2 separate regions of the Ovis aries genome follow, and region 1 is linked to region 2. Evidence: chromatin contacts called from public Hi-C data. All regions are on one chromosome and are shown on one strand. The core of a region is the stretch at or near the end of the contact, and the rest is flanking DNA. Distances in the headings are between cores, read along the strand shown.

The links. Hi-C and Micro-C count contacts between places; a contact is called where the count stands out from the background.
Region 1: a contact with region 2 is called in a Hi-C map of liver, with 2.8 times the contacts expected there. The contact joins the promoter of COG3 here to the enhancer-like site in region 2. A contact is called at or near these places in 7 of 16 Hi-C or Micro-C datasets (blood, hypothalamus, liver and 3 more).

What each region holds. Positions count from the first base shown.
Region 1 is chr10:15,959,271-15,962,483 of ARS-UI_Ramb_v3.0, reverse strand. COG3 (component of oligomeric golgi complex 3) reads right to left here and starts at 1,633. Exons shown (of 23, transcript XM_027973548.3): 1 at 1,351-1,633. The coding sequence starts at 1,527. LOC121820418 (small nuclear ribonucleoprotein G-like) reads left to right here. Exons shown (of 1, transcript XM_042254673.2): 1 at 1-1,287.
Region 2 is chr10:15,869,220-15,872,439 of ARS-UI_Ramb_v3.0, reverse strand. No RefSeq gene overlaps it. Among named protein-coding and RNA genes, the nearest start is that of TPT1, 21 kb to the right of the region's middle. Within about 2 kb of position 1,874, at least 7 of the 54 cell types and tissues checked have an H3K27ac peak or open chromatin away from gene starts, as enhancers often do. A contact at or near this core is called in liver, where this site is marked.

The sequences.
Region 1 (3,213 bases), core at 384-2,883, 90 kb before region 2:
GCAGGGATCTTGTCTTTCTTATCTTTCCATCCTCAATTCCTGGCCCTCAGTTACACATAATATATGTTAAATGACTGCCTACTAACAGTAGGCCTTATATTGCAAGACTATCAGGTAACAGGATGAAAATGAAGAGATTCCATTTACTCCTCTCCAACCGCTTCCCCTCATGCTCAATGGGAATAATAGTTTGTGACCCAAGAGAACAGAAACAAGCTGGGTCACCTTTCTTATGGAACACAGTTTGCCAAAGATACTGTGATGTCCAAGTATACTGCTTTGGTAACAGGCCAGATCCAATTATAAACAGACTGAAATATTTACAGAGCAAACAACTTCTATTCCCCAAGCATAAAAGGCTTTGATGGCAACGCCAAAGCAAATTTCTACCTGCTTCTTCATTTATTTCAAATCCACTTTCAGCACAGACTTATACAGGTGGACAGAGAAACCCAAGAAAGAACACTTGTATTTTACTGCAAAGCATGAGACAGTTTAAGTGAGAACTTTCAAACCAAAGTTCTTATCCTGTAAAAGCTTAAATCGCTAAACTCCACCTGTCTTCGGACACCAAGTGTGTGAAAACAAGGCTTCCAACATCAAAAGTAACTATGGATGCAAATAAAATTACCTTCTGAACCTGGCCCCCCAAACTAGAAAAAGTTTGTCAAACGTCTGACAACTCATGAAAGGTACTTCTTGCTCTTATAATTAATTGAACTGAATCACACAGGCAGTAAAATGCATAGCATCCCAAAATGATAGAACTAGAAACGTTGAGACTAAAACCGAAAGCCAGCATTATCTAATAATGTACCGACCTAGCTTCCAAAGAAAAACATTTTTACTGCTCTGCTGTAAGTTAAATATAAACACAACCTGCACTTGATTCGAGAGCTCAACAGATCAACGTGCGATGAATGAAAACTGTCACCCCAGACTAACTCTGGTCTTCCCCAGGCGCCCCTAGGGAAAACGGAAGCCGGGTAGTCATTAAGGTGGCAAACGAACACCAACAGGAGGCTGTCCTGAAAGCGAAGCACTTCGGGTTCGCCTCGCTCTCCTTCCGGGAGAGGGTGGGCGGCAGGACTGGGCCTCGGTGACCCCAGGGACACCCGGGGCGAGACTCCCGGGGCAAAGCTCCCGGCCAACCGGCCCGCGCCGCAGGGGGAGCGCCGCGGTCCCGGGCAGAGAGAGGCCTGACAGCCCGGGAAGGGGAGCGGCCTCGCCCACTGGAGCCGTCCCCGCGCCCGGGAAGGAGGGCAGAGACCCCGGGAGGCGGTCTGCAGGGCGGGCGTCGGCGGACGCGCCCACGGAGCTGACCCAGCCCGGCCCCCGCCGTCGCCTCACCTCGGCCGGCACGGGCAGGGCCTCGGCAGCCGCCTTCAGGGCCAGCACCGAGTCCGTCTGCCGGTCGGTCAGCGGCGCCTTCGTGTCCGCTCTCCCATCCCACAGAGCTAGCTTCTCTCGAGCGTCCCGCTCCGCCGCCGCCTCTGGCAGCGACAACAGCAGAGACGCCTCCGCCATCGCCGCCTCCCCCGCGGCCCGCAGCAGCAGCGGGGAGGTGGGGACCCCGAGAGAGACACAGAGAGGCCCGGGCCACTTCCGGGAGCGCCGAGGCTTCCAGCGCGGCACCGGCGGCGGGGCGGGGCGAGCCAGAACACCCTGACTCCGGAAGCGATTCCCTCCCCTGCGTGGGCGGGACTGAGTCCAGGACCGACGTGGCTTTCGACGGGGTACAAGTATTTCCGGTTGGGATGTAGACCGAGAGGACGAAGGCTCTAGGGCCTAACGGAAATAGACTTGCCCCTACCGGAAGCCCCTGCCTCAACATCAATAACTTTATTGTTACGTGTCGTTATTGACAACTGTGCTCCGTGACCCTGCCGGCAGGGGCCTTACTGAGCTCCAGGATCTGCTGCCTCCCTCAGCTCACAGCGCCGTAATCTGTGGACTGTGATTTCCGTGTTGACGTGTTGAGTTACCACAACTTTTCAAACATTCAAAATTCCGCTGTTATAAACCTAATTTATGAAAACATAAAAACTCAAAGGCTTAGGTATATCAGACATCATGCATGCTAAGTCGCTTCAGTCGTGTCCGGCTCTTTGCAACCCAATGGACTGTAGCCTGCCAGGCTCCTCTGTCCATGGGGATTCTTCAGGCAAGAATACTGGAGTGGGTTGCCGGCTCCTCCAATATCAGACATCATGCTGCTGCTAAGTCACTTCAGTCGTGTCCGACTCTGTGCGACCCCATAGACCGCAGCCCACCAGGTTTCCCCATCCCTGGGATTCTCCAGGCAAGAACACTGGAGTGGGTTGCCATTTTCTTCTCCAATGCATGAAAGTGAAAGGTGAAAGTGAAGTCGCTCAGTCGTGTCTGACTCTTAGCGACCCCATGGACTGTAGCCCACCAGGTTCCTCTGTCCATGGGATTTTCCGGCAAGAGTACTGGAGTGGGGTGCCATTGCCTTCTCCTCATCATAAATAGTATCAAATAACCACTCAAACGTCCAGCATTGAAGAACTGGATCAATAATTCACGGCACAGATGTGTAATTGGAAAGCTGTTCTGCCATTTATATCATGTAGATTTCAGCAACAAAATAAATAATGATAGTATTTGACCGTAACCTATAGAATAAAATAAATACCTATGAGGTCACACTGATATGAATAAATAAATAAGGGAGAAAAGACTCCACTTTACTAAAGAATTTCAACCAATAAACGTAGAAAGACGGAGGGGAAAAATCATTAAAGATATCATAGCAATAATTAAAAAGCAGGGAAAAATCTAAGGATGCTAAAATTAGTGGGCCAAAGTTTGAGGAGATACAGAAATTTGCGTAGTATCAAAGGATCTCTCAGAGATATTTATTCATGGGGGGAGGTGAGGGTTGCTGTAAACATTACAGTGGAGAAACATCCCCTTAACCAAGAGATCAAGGTCAACATCATCACCATGAAACTCCTAATATCAAGAAGGACACAGTATCACTTTTGTGATATTCTTGCCAGAAATGCAAAACCACATTCTCATTATGAGAAAACATCAAACAAACTCAAATAGACAGACATCCTACAAAACTGCTCACCACTAATCTTCAAAAGTGTCAAAGTCAAAAAAACAAACAAAAAAGTCAAAGTCAAAAATGAGAAGGAAGACTGAGGAACTGTTACATTTAGGGGATGAGAGAAACTTGACAAG
Region 2 (3,220 bases), core at 625-3,124:
CAGGACTTAAGATCCCTCAGGGTGTGTCACTTTACAGCTGAGTTTTACTGAAGCCCCTTTGGATGATGCTCCGTTTGTATGCTAGCCAAAATAACAAAACAGTGAATGATCCCAAGATACAGATTCACTTACAAAAACAGGGAGGGAACTACCATTTGATAAATGCACAGACTAACTTTAGGCACTGTGTAGTTGCGTATGTGTGAAATTATGCAAAACCTAAAATTGACCATTTTAACCACTTTAAAGGGTACAATACAGTGGCATCAAGGACATTCACGTTGCTGTGTGACCATCAACACCCTCTTTTTTTTTTTGGACATGCCATGAGGCATTCAGGAATCTTAATTCTCCAGTTAGTGACTGAAACTTCGCCCCTTGCATTGGAAGCTTGGAGTCTTAACCACTGGACCACCAGGGAGGTCCCCAACCGCGTCTATCTTTAAAACTTTTTCATCATCCCAAACTGAAACTCCATACTCACTAAACAATACCTGCTCATTCCCTCTTACCCCGGCACCTGGTAACCTCTATTCTGCTTTCTGTCTATGAAGTTGCCAAGTTCCTTCAAAAAAAAAAAAAAAAGTGGAATCGTCTAGCTTGTCCTTTTGTGGTTGGCTTACTTCCCTTGGTAAGGGTTTCAAGTTTCATCCGTGTTGTATCTATCTTGTGTCAGAATGTCCTTCCTTCTGGAAGCTAAATAATATCCCCTTGTATCTACAGACTGCAGTTTGTTTATCTGCTCATCTGTCCATGGGCACGGGAGCTGTTTCTACTTTTTGGCTACTATGGATAATGCTGCAGTGGACACTGATATACAACTGTCTGTTCAAGTCCCTGCTTTCAATTCTTTTAGAATCGCTGAATTACATGGTGGTTCCGTGCTTTATTCTGAGAAGCCACCTTACTGACTTCCACGGGGGCTGCCGCACTGTATGTTCTACCCAGCAATGCACAGGAGTTCTCATTTCTCTGCATCTCCACCGACATATTTTCAGTTTTGATAACAGCATGGCCATCCAATTGGGTGTTAAGTAGATGCTTTCACCTGCTTGATGCCACTCATGCCTTACAACACCCGGAAAGTTACATCCTACACGACAGGGGAGGAAACTCGAGTTCGGACAGGCTTTGTGGGTCAGGTGACTAGTAAGTGGCTGAGCCAGGATCTGAAAGGACACGTGGCTGGCTCCGAAGCCCATACTCTTTCCACTGGAACACACTTCCTGCCCCAGGAGGCATGTGCTGACCCCCTCCGGAGCCCAGCCTGCGCCAAGATGTTCCAGGCGAGGGAGCAGCCACCACGGGCCACGTGAGTACTGGTAAGGTCATCCCTGCTTCTGGTTGACAAGAGCCGGTGAGGAAACATAGCTGCACCCACAGGGAGACACGTCGATGGCATGTTTGTTCAGGCCAGTCAGTGAGACACAGGAGAAGTGGTGGTGGGTGAAAAGGGCCTTTCAAGAGCACATCCTGCGGGGAGGAGGGCGATCGGAGGGGGGAAGCTGGGAGCCAGGGAGGTATCTAGGGGGCCAGCAGGGGAGCTGACGACTCCTCCAGGGCCTCAGGAACAAAGGCAGCGGGGATGTAAGAGACATGGGTTCGATCCCTGGGTCGGAAAGATCCCTTGCAGGAGGGCATGGCAACCCACTCCAGTATTCTCGTCTGGAGAATCCCATGGACAGAGGAACCTGGCGGGTTACAGTCCTTAGGGTTGCAGAGTCAGATGCGGTTGAAGTGACAGCGCACACACAGGCACCTTGACCCACGCCAGCAACATGCCCTGCAGGAACCTCACGTGGTTTGGGCAGGGACAAGAATGCCAGTGTGCCTGTCCGGGTGCCAACCCAAATCCACCTTAGCCCACAGCCTGCTCTGCACACTTCCCTCCCTGACAGCGGGCAGGTGCCAGCAAGCTCTATTAGCTGTACCAAAACCAAGGTCTACCTAGGGTCCCTGAGGCTAAGGAAGTGGTAAAGTCAGTTTGGAAATTCATGTTCCTCCCTTGCAGTATTTTCTTTATGTTTGTTTTTCCTTTGTTTTCTGGTTAAGTTACTTTTTTTTCCAGGCCGAGCTGTGCCGTCTGCAGGATCTCAGTTCCCCAACCAGGCATGGAACCCCTATTGGGAGCTAGTTGTAACCAATGCATGTTACTTTTTAAAATGTCCATCTTTGTCTTGCTGAAGGAAAGGGAAGGGATTTCTTCAGCCCTGAGCCAAGGTAGCCTGGGAGGGGAGAATGTTTATAGAGGCAGAGAAAGCGTCAGCAGGGTGGCCCCAGTTCCTGGGCTGAGCACAGTCTCTGACGTGGTGGGAGTCTGAGTGTGAAACCCAGAAGTGGAAGCTGAAGGGATTAATTTCCTTCTGTAAGTCTGGCCCCCTCTATTCTCCATTCAGTGAGGGATGGTCTTCCTTCAGCCTACCAGCCCTGGGCAATTTATCCACAGTTATCTCCTTTTTTGTGCTCAGTATCACAGTCATGTCCGACTCTTTGTGACCCCATAGACTATAGCCCACCAGGCTCCTCTGTCCATGGAACTTTCCAGGCAAGAATATTAGAGTGAGTTGCCATTTCCTTGTCCATTTTTTACTTTGAATTAATACTGGTTTTCATTATCATTCATAAAAATTATCATTATTTTATGCATCATTTAGAAAAAAAATGCTGCCAAGTATCATGACATACCATAAAAGGCACCCCAGTATCAGAAATGTTTTCTAAAAAAGATGCATGCCCTAAAGATAAAACAAAAAATAAATGAAATGTTAAAAAAAAGAAAAAAGAAGCAAAAACCTATCTCCATTCCAATACCAACCAATCAACCAACCAACCAACCAAAAGAACCCACAAAAAATAAAAAAATAGAGAAAACACAACAAAAATAATCACCTTAGAATTGATAATTTCCTCGTGGCTCAGCTGGTAAAGAATCTGCCTGCAATGCGGAAGACCTGGGTTCAATCCCTGGGGTGGGAAGATCCCCTGGAGAAGGGAAAGGCTACCACTTCAGTATTCCTGCCTGGAAAGTTCCACGGACTACACAACTGAGTGACTTTCACTTTCTTTTGATTTAGAATTGATAATATGAAGTTTTCAATTTGTCTTCAAGCCACTTGCCAATCAGTGTTTTCTACTTAAGTTTGCCATAAAATTAGAATTAGAGACACTTTTTCCTCTAAGAGGAAGTTAGAATTCATTTAGGTGCCCATTTAACATTTCT